Linked DNA regions of Mus musculus: region 2 is linked to region 1. A link is a contact called in public Hi-C data. All regions are on one chromosome and are shown on one strand. Each heading gives the region's core, a stretch centred on a gene start, on an enhancer-like site or on the middle of the called end of the contact. The rest is flanking DNA. Distances are from core to core; before and after follow the strand shown.

Evidence for each region. A called contact is a pair of places that touch in the nucleus more often than the background predicts.
Region 2: a Hi-C map of conventional type 1 dendritic cells shows a contact between it and region 1, with 1.7 times the contacts expected there. The contact joins the enhancer-like site here to the promoter of Lrba in region 1. A contact is called at or near these places in 2 of 39 promoter capture datasets (pre-B cells and trophoblast stem cells), 6 of 484 Hi-C or Micro-C datasets (the G1E-ER4 cell line, bone marrow-derived macrophages, conventional type 1 dendritic cells and 3 more), 5 of 115 datasets of contacts at active chromatin or transcription factors (the SCID.adh cell line, bone marrow-derived macrophages, embryonic stem cells and 1 more) and 3 of 9 other capture datasets (adipose tissue, liver and pancreatic islet).

What each region holds. Positions count from the first base shown.
Region 1 is chr3:86,220,570-86,226,264 of GRCm38.p6, forward strand. It overlaps Lrba (LPS-responsive beige-like anchor), which reads left to right and starts at 4,121. Exons shown (of 57, transcript NM_030695.2): 1 at 4,121-4,185; 2 at 4,500-4,935. The coding sequence starts at 4,720.
Region 2 is chr3:86,165,997-86,171,568 of GRCm38.p6, forward strand. No RefSeq gene overlaps it. Among named protein-coding and RNA genes, the nearest start is that of Gm23025, 23 kb to the right of the region's middle. Within about 2 kb of position 3,530, at least 46 of the 459 cell types and tissues checked have an H3K27ac peak or open chromatin away from gene starts, as enhancers often do. A contact at or near this core is called in the G1E-ER4 cell line, bone marrow-derived macrophages and conventional type 1 dendritic cells, where this site is marked.

The DNA of each region.
Region 1 (5,695 bases), core at 2,871-5,370:
GACATGAATTTTCAGCCTATGCTTTCATAAACTGTGTTAAAGAATGGTTAAAATTCAAATCTGGAGGTATACACGGGTACATTTCCAATCACATAGGTTGTACTTTCCTTGTAAGTTATCTTTTAACCTATATATTTACAAAATGCCAAGAAGTTACAATTGGGTAGATTGTTTTTCTGAGAGGAGAAAATTCCATCTCATCTTTGTTCTCATTTTTTTTTCTTTGTATGCAGGTAAGAGTTCATAGATTGATAATCTTGATTTCAGTATGAAATTACATTCTTTTTGCTTGAGTTCTTCTGAGTTATGCAAAAAAGCTTCCTGTTCTGAATTCACCCTTTTCTCCTCTCTGTATTGGGGACTGAACCCAGGATCTCACACTCGCTAGGCAAGCATTCTTTATCACTGTGCTATATATATTTCCAATTGTTTTTTTTTTTTAATCAAACATTTTTATTATTTTGTGTGCATGAGTGTTTGACCTGCATGTATATATCACATGCATGCCTGTTGTCCACAAAGTTCAGAAGAGGGTGTCTGTCAAATCCCCTGGGATTGGGGTAACAGATGGTTGTGAGTCATTGGGGGGTGGGGGTGGTGCTGGGAACTGAATCCCAGTCCTCTTCTTTTTTTTTTTTTTAAGGTTTATTTATTTTTATTTATATGAGTACACTGTAGCTGTCTTCAGACACACCAGAAGAGGGCATCAGACCCCATTACAGATGGTTGTGAGCCACCAGGTGGTTGCTGGGATTTGAACTCAGGACCTCTGGAAGAGCAGGCAGTGCTCTTAACCACTGAGCCATCTCTCCAGACCCCTTTCTTTTTTTTTTTTTTTAAAGATTTATTTATTTATTATATGTAAGTACACTGTAGCTGTCTTCAGACACTCCAGAAGAGGGAGTCAGATCATGTTACAGATGGTTGTGAGCCACCATGTGGTTGCTGGGATTTGAACTTCGGACCTTCGGAAGAGCAGTCGGGTACTCTTACCCACTGAGCCATCTCACCAGCCCCAAATCCCAGTCCTCTTAACAAATGGTGGTAACAGTGCTCCTAACTTCTGAGTCAACTTATCAGCTCCTCTAACACATTTATAACTTTTTTTTTTTTGAGATAGGATTTCATTAAAATGTCCAGGTAGGCCTTGACTTTGAGGTCATCAAGCCTTCGCTGGAATTTTAGGCCTGAACCACACCACACCCGACTTCTCTCTCTCTCTTTTGTTGTCTGTTATGTTTTTGATGTATGCTTAAGATAAGGAAAATTAGAAAAATCAAAATCTTCCGACTTAATTCCAAGACATTGATATCAGATAGATACAAATTAAATGGCAACAAGAAACTGGAACCTGGCTTTGCAGAAGGCAAGCTTACCCTTGCTCCATTTTTCTCATTCTACCCCCCCCCCCTCACTTTCTCTTCCCCACATCCTCCCTTGTGTGTATAATACAGCTGAAACCGTATTATAAACTTAGCTGTAGATAGCTCATATGAAGGCTTTTGACTAGACTAACTTTCATTAGATCTAACTAATAAAAAACTGTTTTCATAATATCAAAATATCTATGGTAGCACAATTTTCCTCAATTCAAATGGTAGCAAGAGCTTTCAGGAAGAATTAAAGCAGGTCACTTCAGTGTTTGATTTAATCCCCATTAATATAGGATAGAGTATTTACAATATAGTTACATCAAGGAGCTTATGAATTGATGGGCAGTTTAGCCCAAAGTATCCCTCAGGATGGTGTACATCTAAACGGCAATCTACAGGGATTGTACTTTAACCAGGGCTGGGCTAGCCCAAGTTTTCTCTTCTGCATTTACTGTACTTCTTTCGGCAGTAAAACTACTAAGAAAAGTAGGTGGTGACAAAAGTGCTGGGAAATGATTTTTTAAAGTGTGTAATTTGTTTTGAAATAGTTAAGTAGTTGTCTTGTAACAGCTTTTGCTTCCCAGGTAAAGGAGCATTACCAATAATCTCAAAAATGCATGAGACACGTACCTTATCCTGGATCCTTGAGACTGTGTGACTTGAAAAGGGTTTGACTGTGACCATTTTCATTCTTACCATCCATCTGCTTTTATTAGAAGGTATTCATCAACAAATTATTAGTGCCTATAAACTAGATATAGTAACTTAAACTATCTGCCAAATCCAAGGATGCAAAATCTTACCAGATGACTTTGGTAGCCTAATCATGGCTCCCACATTCAAAATAGAAATTGGTAGAAGGTCAAGAAGGTCAAGTGAATGTTTTCTTGATCCTGCAGGGACATCTCACTCCCTTATTTCAGATTTACACACTGAGATCCAAGGAATTTGTTTGTTTGTTTGTTTTCCTTCTTCAGGGATTTCAGCAACAGGTGGCCAGTGATGTTAACTCTAACAGTAAAAGTTCACAAATCAGCAATTCACAGAATTAGAAAAATGTCTGCCTTATCTTTGGAATTTGTAAATCCATTCTGAGGCAACCTAATTTCTTTTAAGAAGCTTCCTTTTGAGTATTTAAAAAAGGTGCAATAAACTAAACACACTTCGTTGCTAGAATCTTTTCTGATGTTGCTTCTCTTAAGTATCCATGTGACAGCTAAAACGGTCTATTTTTCAAGGATGTTTCAAATAATACCTTTTCAAGTGAACCATTTCATTTCTCAAACTCATCTACGTTTCTTTGGATTCCTTCAGAGTACTTTGATTACTTCATCCCGTCATTTTTAGGAACCTGGGAGTATTTTAGTACTTTAAAGTCTTATCCCAGAGAATACTAATAGAACAACTACCTCCTCTATGTTCATTTTATTTTATACTAATGCACCAGGATCAATGCTTTGCCATCATCAGAGGCAGTGAAGAGAATGACAACATTAGACTATGACAATTTGTACTGGCTTCAAATCCTCATTTATATATATTTAAAAGCATCTATAATGAGGCAAACTTAACTTCCACACTGGGAAATTGAGAGGAACCCCCTTTCCCATTTCCAGCCCCCCCCCAACCCCCCCGGTGAATCCCGCCTCCACAGCTCCGAGCAGCTGTCTGAGGAATGAATCCTCTACTCCTTAGAATGTGGGAGAGCTTTGCTGGGGCGGCAGCTGCCAGGCAAGGAATCCTCCCAGTCGCTGTCCCTCCCCTCCGAGCAGCGGCAGCTGCCAGGGCATCCCAGTGGAAATCTTTCCCAGTTAGCGCCGCGGGCGGGCAGGCAGCAGCTGAGCTCAGTCAGGGGTGGAGACTGCTCCCCAGAGGCTCCAGCGCCGCCACCTCAACGACTCCTAAGTCCCTCAGGTGTCCTTCTCCAAGTCCAACACGAGGACACCTTGACAACGTGGGGCGGGTACCCTCGGCGCTCAGAGACCTGCTGTTGCACAGCACCCGCCTCCCGTTCGTCGCCAAAGCACAGTCTGGGCGAAGAGTGCGAGGGAAAAGCGCGCCGCTCGCGGCTCTACCTGAGCAGCGCGCTCTCGAGGCGCGCTCCCGCCCGCGTGGCACCTCCAGCGAGCGCGCGTGCTCTGCTCCGCCACTCACCCGCGATTCTCCGGGCCCGCCCGCACGTCCCCTACTAAGCCGCCTCCGCTAGGGCGCCCGCCCGCTCGCTCGCTCGCCCGCCCCACCACCCCGCGCGCTCGCGCTCGCGCACGCGCACGCCGCGCCCGGCGGCCCTCGGCGCTGTCATGGCGGCGAGGAGCAGCTTCAGTAGGCATAGGGGTAGTCCCGCGCGCCGTAGCCCGGCGTTCTGTGGCAGTAGCATCCTCGGCCACCGCGGCGGCACGAGCCGCGGCGTCGCCCCCGCCTGCAGTAGCTGCGTTTGCAAGGGCTGAGCGCAGGGGTGGGGCGGCCTAGGGAAGCACGGAGTTCTAGGCAGCCGCCGGGCTCCCGGGGAGCGGACTAGGGAAACTTGAAGGCTGCGACCAGGTGCCTTGACCTTTCTCTCCCCGGTCCCGTCCCGGTCCCTGTCCCCGTCCCCGCAGGCGCGTCGGGCCTGCCTTCCCGCCCCAGCACACACCTCCCTTCCTCTCCTCAGCCGAGCTCAGGTGCCCGGGCGAGGTGCTCCACTCCTCCCCCTGGGCCGAGCGCTGAGGAGAATCACCGCCCCCTTCCCCCGCCTTTTCCTGCCCTGGATCTCCGCCGCCACCTCCGTCTCGCTGCGCCCCGGCGGGGGTGAGGACGAGGCCGGAGTCTCCGGGTGAGGAGGAACTTTGGACCTCAGTGGTCGCAGGGGCCCCCCGTCCTCTGCCGGCGACAGTCCCCCGCGGTGCACCTGCCCGCGCCCACCACCTGCGCGGGCTGGGGGGGGGGGGGGAGGAGTGAGCCTGCTCGCCGGCCTGGAGGACCCGCCTTCGGCGGAGCGGGCGATGGAGCCCGGGAGGAGCGGCCGGCCGGCTGGCCCTTGGGGTGCCCTTAGTAACTTATTTGACAGACAGTAACTATTTCCCTCTCCTCCCTAAAAAATCCCACGACAGACCTACCCTATTTAACAGATGTTTAATCTTCCAATAGGCTTTGGCGTTGTTGTCAGCCTCCGGGAGAGAGATTGGACAAATAGTCTCCAAGAGGAGGAGGGCGACGACCAAGGACTTTCCTGCTTTTTTGGGTTTCTCCGCAAGTTGGAACAGAGACCCTTTTTGGTTTAGCGTTTGCGTGTGTGTTGGTGCCTCTTCTCCGTGCAGCGACTGCTGGCCCAGGGTGACTCTGACTTGTCCTTTCTCGTGAACTAGTCATGGCTAGTGAAGACAATCGTGCCCCTTCCCGGCCACCAACAGGTGATGACGGGGGAGGTGGAGGGAAAGAAGAAACCCCTACGGAAGGGGGTGCGCTGTCTCTGAAGCCGGGGCTCCCCATCAGGGGCATCAGAATGAAATTCGCCGTGCTGACGGGGTTGGTTGAAGTTGGAGAAGTGTCCAATAGGGATATTGTAGAAACTGTCTTTAACCTGGTAAGTAGATCAATATTTTATAAGCATATACTTTTCTCGGTGAGTTGGGGAGCAAGACGAAGTTGGGGTCATGTGCTTCACTCAATCTAATGGCTTTTTCCACGGATAGACACAAAATTCTACTTGACCTAAATGGAGCAATTACTTGTATTTCAGTTTAAAGAGAATTATGCAAAATTTGATGCTTCAGGTTTTCAATGAACATGAACAGATCACCTTTGTGCTAATTAAGCAAGTGTTGATGTGGAAGTATATTTGTGTGTGTATGTGTGTGCATGTGTGTGTGTAGTCAGGTGTTCAATGGAGAATTTGGATGTAACTTTTTTTTCCTCTTGGAGTGTATGTTTAAGCCTGCGATTTTTCTCTTTAATATTTTGAATAAATGACTTTTTTTTTTTTGGACTTGGGAGCTAATGTAAGTTTTTGCCTAAGTTATGTTTTGCTATAGTTAGTTTTAAATACAGAATTCATGTTCATAGTGCTGATATAGGCTAACTTGTAAATTAGTATTTTTAAAATTCTGGCTACTTTTAGTTTTAGAAATAACTAACCAAGGTTGAATTTTGCAGTGGGTTTAGGGTTATCTTGTGATAATTGAATGTCAATTTGAAAAAGGCCTGAGGCAGCCACAGTGTGAGCTTGATACTTTTGTAAATTTGTGTTTATCATTGAAACAAACTTGGTCATTGGAAGTTGTTGATTATACTATGGTGGGCAATGGCTTATTTTAAGTGGATATGAGATACTTTCTTTTTTTCTT
Region 2 (5,572 bases), core at 2,280-4,779, 55 kb before region 1:
ACTCTAGCTCTGAGCTCTACCTCCAAGCCTAGGACTAGCAAATGTCCTATGAGTCCCTAGGTCTAATAAATGCTAAGCACAGCTTCATCACTGCAATATACCCAAGAGCAATGCACTTAAAAATGAGATTTTGGGCTGGAGAAATGGCTCAGTGGCTAAGAACACTGACTGCTCTTCCAGAGGTCCTGAGTTCAATTCCCAGCAACCACATGATGTCTCACAACCATCTGTAAATGGGATCTGATGCCCTCTTCTGGTGTGTCTGAAGACAGCTACAGTGTGCTCATATACATTAAACAAACAAACAAATAAATAAAAATGAGATATTTTCAAAAGGTTTCTAAAGCACTAGCAAAGCATCCTGTAGCGATCATGGGCTTTGGGCCAACTATCTCACGTCTGTGTGGCTTGTTCAGTCCCTGTTCTCTCGACAGTAAGTGTGACTAATGATACCTAGTTCCTGTGGTAGCTCTAAGATGTGAACAATACAGTAATGTCAGAAGTTCTACCTCAGGCTTAGCACATACTAGGCATCAGTAACTTTAATGCTCCTTCTTCGATGTCTCACCAAAATGAGTCTGAGCCTTATTATCTGGTCAGCTTTCCCACATTTGTCCACTCACACCCATGCCAGCTCTATCCCTACCCTGGTGAAATGCTGAGTATTGCTTCTGTAGAAGTCACTGGAGGTTTGCTGTAATTGGCAGACAAGAAGAAAGAACTTGTTCCGAGAAACAAAGCAGAAAGAGTGAGGAGAGAGATTAGATCACATCTGTCCATGGTGTTATTGGTGCCATTATGTGAGCATAGAGGTGCCCTCATGCTGGGGTCTCCGTTCTCTTTGCTATCACAGGGACACCACCTGTCTGCAGCAGGGACCCACGCCACCTGTCTGTCTGCAGCAGGGAACCACTTGTCTTCACTTCCTACACAGCCATTGTCACTGTCTTCATAAGGGAATTGGAACTAAGTTGGTCAGTCTAAAAGCACAAGTTCTGGAACTTTCTTCCAGTCAGCAACATTTCAGAAAATGAAGATGGGGGTCTCCATTCAGTCTCACCTTAGAGTAGTTTGATCTCAGAAAGAAAAAAAAAACTCTAAGTCTTCCTGAAATTCAACTAACTAGAAGTTTGGTTAAGTCTACCACGTTCCACAACTCCAGGGAAGCATCAACAACGACTTAAATAACAGTGGGAGAAACCATGTAGAAGCCATCTGTAATGTAAGGGTGATACATAGACCAAGGTGATACATAGGTCTCATGCTTTTTCTGACATACACAGCTATGACATCATTGGTCTAATTCCAGTGTCAGCCATTCTGTGCTTTTTCATCCATGTGACCCAAGATGAAAAATCAACACTAGCTCCACTGAGAGAGAAGGCAAACAGGAAGGCACGTTCCTTTCCTTGCAGAATACCATCCATGTATTCCATACATCCTATCTGCTCACGGTACCTGAACATACTGAGAATGAAGGCAGGCTGGCACAGAATTCCCACGTGCACACCAAAAATTCTGTCACTAAGGCTGGGGCATACTGCAGGGTTAGAGTGCTCACTCAGAATCCACAAAATCCTGGATTCCTTCCTTCCCCAGCACTGCCATGGTAAAAATAAGCAAATCTGATGCTGTCCACAAGGGAGGAGCAGATAATTGAGAGCAGTCACCTTCTAGCTCCCTAGTTAAGTTTTATGAAAATGTCCTTGGCTGGCCTGGAACTCACTCTATAGCCACAGAGATTTACCGGCCTCTGCTTTCTAAAGGAATGTCCTACCACATGGGGCAGAAAATTATTTCTAATAGCTATCTATCAAAATATGTTTATGACATATCAATAAGGATTATGTACATGCCTTTTTTTTAAGACAGGGTTTCTCTGTGTATCCTCGGCTATTCTGGAACCAGCTCTGTAGATCAGGCTGGCCTTGAACTCACAGAGATCTGTCTGCCTCTACCTCCCAAGTGCTGGGATTAAAGGCATGTGCCACCACCGCCCAGCTATGAAATTTTTTTCTTAGTGCTCACAGAGTTTATGCATCTATCAGCATGTGGAACACTATAATAAATGAATTAAATGTACTGCAAAATTTAGAGACTGGCAGCCAGACATGACAATGCCAACCCATGTTCTCAGCACTTGAAAAGTTCTTCAAGACCAGCTGTAGCTGCATAGTGAGTCCAAGGCCTGTCGGGGCTGCATGAGACCCTGTCTCAAAAACAAAACAAAAAATGCTGACCCCAAGGATTAGAGCAAGGGGAAGTTGCCTTTGACAAGAGGGAAATTGAACAAAGAATGACTGTAAAGAAAAGGCATGACTCTGTTCACCTATATATCTATTTATAAGGAGATAAGATTAAAGAAAATACAGGCCCTTTCTCAGGCTTAAGCATCCCAGGCCTTGAACTACTGATCCTCCTGCCTTCACTTATCAAATGCTGGGATTACGGGCATGTGCCATCACACTATTTGAGTGTCTTCCCTTAAATGCACAATTCTCTTTCCTATTCAAATGGTAGCTTTTGCATCTATGCATTTGTATTTATTACAATAAGATTTTTTTACTAATCAATTAGATATGTATTTTCTCAGAAGTGTTATCTAGGTGTGTAGTGACCTTTATCCACTCAAAAGATACTTTATTTTAAGATCTCCACAGCTCTGAGACTGTAATTTGCAGTTAATTGACCTGACTTAAGTTCCAGCTTCCTCACTAGCTCCTTAGTAACCACAGGCAAGCCACTTGATCCCTGACTTTTAGGTCCCTGTAAAATGGAGACAATCATAATTGCCCCTCCCATCTCAAAGGATCCTTAAAAGTGGAAAACACACAGGCCAATGGCTCTTCTCCTCTCAAGCTTCGAGCATACGCTAGAATCCAGGATGGTTTAGTTAATTTTATTTTTAGAATTTATTTATTATCAAAGACACTCAGTATCAGCCGAATGAGGGTAGTATTTAAATTGTCAACTCTGAACGCCTTGGGAATGAATGCAGATAGAATCTCTCCTTCTTGAAATATCACATAACCTCAGCTTTCTATCCCTAGTCCTACTTCCTCATTTCTCCTTCCCAGTAATTGCCAAGATGAGAAGTGTTTTAAATAGCTGAAGCCTCTGATGGTTACACAAAAAAGACAGTGCCAAGAGAATTAGGTGTTTTTCTTGTATGTTGTCAATAGGAAAGAACGATAGCCTAGAGGAAGCCCTGAGCCAGTAGAAGAGTCATTGACGTGATCTCACTTAATCTCCGGGGGTGACTCAGAGAAGGACACTCAGGGGCTTTGTGATGTGCTCCAAACCACACAGCGGAGGAAGTGGAGCCAGGAGTCAAATGTTTAAGCACAAATATTAAATTTTTCTGTAGCTGCTGTTCTGAGAGCCTGAGGGAAAACTCTTGTGTTTGTATTCAGTGTCAGACTCCTTCCTTCTCTTGTTTAGTTACTTATTTTTATTTATTCATGTAAGCAGCGTTGGCAGTCAGGCTCACACCTTGTGTAAGCACTGTTCCGATGAGCGTCTCCTCAGCAGTGTCTTTGGTGTGATGGTCAGTCCTGGGAGTTACAAGAGGAGACAGAGAAGCACAAGACAGCAGTGCTTAGCACACAGACAGCTTCTGGAGAGTAGGCCACTGGCTGCTACCCAGTGGTCAGCGCCAGGTTCGGATCAGGTGACGGCTGTGGACAGCCAACAGTAGAACCTTTTGGAGAATTTCTGTAAGACAGGAAAGGCGGGGCAGGGTAAACAGTTTAAGTCAGGATGCCTTGACTCTAAGGTCGATTTTTAGTTGCCTCTCGCCTACGTCTGTGAAGACCAAAGCAAAGGAATATTGCCTCCTGTCCCTGCCAGAGAGAGGAGGTGTGCGCTTGTCTATTACTCTGCATGTTAAAGGCATGCTGACTCTTTGCTATTTTTCAAAACTGGCTAGCTTCACAGGGCCATCTCATCCCAGCAAGCATGTTGTTTTTCTATGTTAAGACAGAATATTATGATACACAGGAAATAAAAGGCTGTAGAAAGAACCTAGAAAAAAAAAAAAGAAAAAGCATTGGTTTAGAACAACACAGGTTCCTTCTGTGGAAATTTAGCACATACCTTTGTGTGTGCTAAAAGTAAGAGGAGTCAAAGCACACATTGGTATATAGAAAACAAGAATTACTTAACCAACCTCCACTTAGGGCAAGAGACGTATGTAACTCTGCTGGTAGAGTACCAGCCTAGCATACACAGAGCAGTAGGCTTGATGCCCAGCTCTTTGTAAACTTCCTGATATGTGCCTGTAATCCTAGCCTTCAGGAGATAGAGGCTTAAGGATAAGAAGCACAAGGTCGAGCTGGAGAGGTGGCTCAGTGGTTAAGACCACGGACTGTTCTTCCAGAGGTCCCGAGTTCAATTCCCAGCAACCACATGGTGGCTCAAAACCATCTGTAATTGGATCTGATGCCCTCTTCTGGTGTGTCTGAAGAGAGCAATGGTGTACTCATATACATAAAATAAATAAATCTAAAGAAGAAGAAGAGGAAGAAGAAGAGGAAGAAGAAGCCCAAGGTCAGGGTGGAGAGATGCCCAGCCAAAAGCTCTGCTGTCTGGTTTTGGTGGCAGGTGCCTTTGATCCTAGTACTCTGGATCTCTGTGAGTTCCAGGCCAGCCTGGCAAGTGTCAGGATAGATATGTCTACCTAGTGAGACCCTGCCTCAAAAAGCACAAAACAGCATTCGTAACATTGGATGTAAATGAACTAACTAGCACAATTTAAAGGTAATTTCAGACTGAATCACAAAAGGCAATATGTACTTACCATCTGCAGGAAACTGATTTAAGGACTTATTTTTCAATTGTGTATGAGTATTTTACCTGCATATATGTCTGTGCACCATGTGTGAGCCTTGTGCCCAAGGGGGCCATAAGAGGATATTATATTCCCTGGAATTAGAATTCAGACAGTGAACATATGCTATATGGTAGCAGGAACCAAAACCAGGTCTTCTGCAAGAACAGCAGGTGCTCTTAACACAGAACCATCTCTCCAGCCCTGAGACCATATTTAGATTCAAATGTTCAAATAGAAGTAAAGAATGAAGAAATGCACCCTGGGCTGGTAGAAGGCATAGGCTGACCATCTAGGCCCAGATCCAGCACTTTGAGTGGCTTGACCCCGGCATCTACTTCATCTGCAAGTGAGCTGCTGAAGCACGTGGAAGAGCCAGTCCTGCAGAGCCAGGTGCCGTTACTGAACAGGACCAGTCCTAGGCTCACAGGCGGATGCCCAACATAGAGCCACTGCAGCTGCTTTCCCTGCTGGGAGGCAGGAGAGCAGAGGGCAGTGAGTGGTGCTTCCTGCAGGCCACGAGCACCAAGGTTGAGAGCCCAGAGAGCCTCAGATCAGCCAGCATGGACATGGAGGACAGAGAGCTGTGTAGCAGCTTAGAGTTTTTAGACTCAATCTCTGAACAGGCTACCTAGCCACACATTCATCCTGGCTGTGAGAGGAACAAAGGAATGTCCAAGATGAGAAATGGTTCATTTTCTGGATTGGACATCCTCAAAAGACCTCCACAGTCTGTGTTGCCCC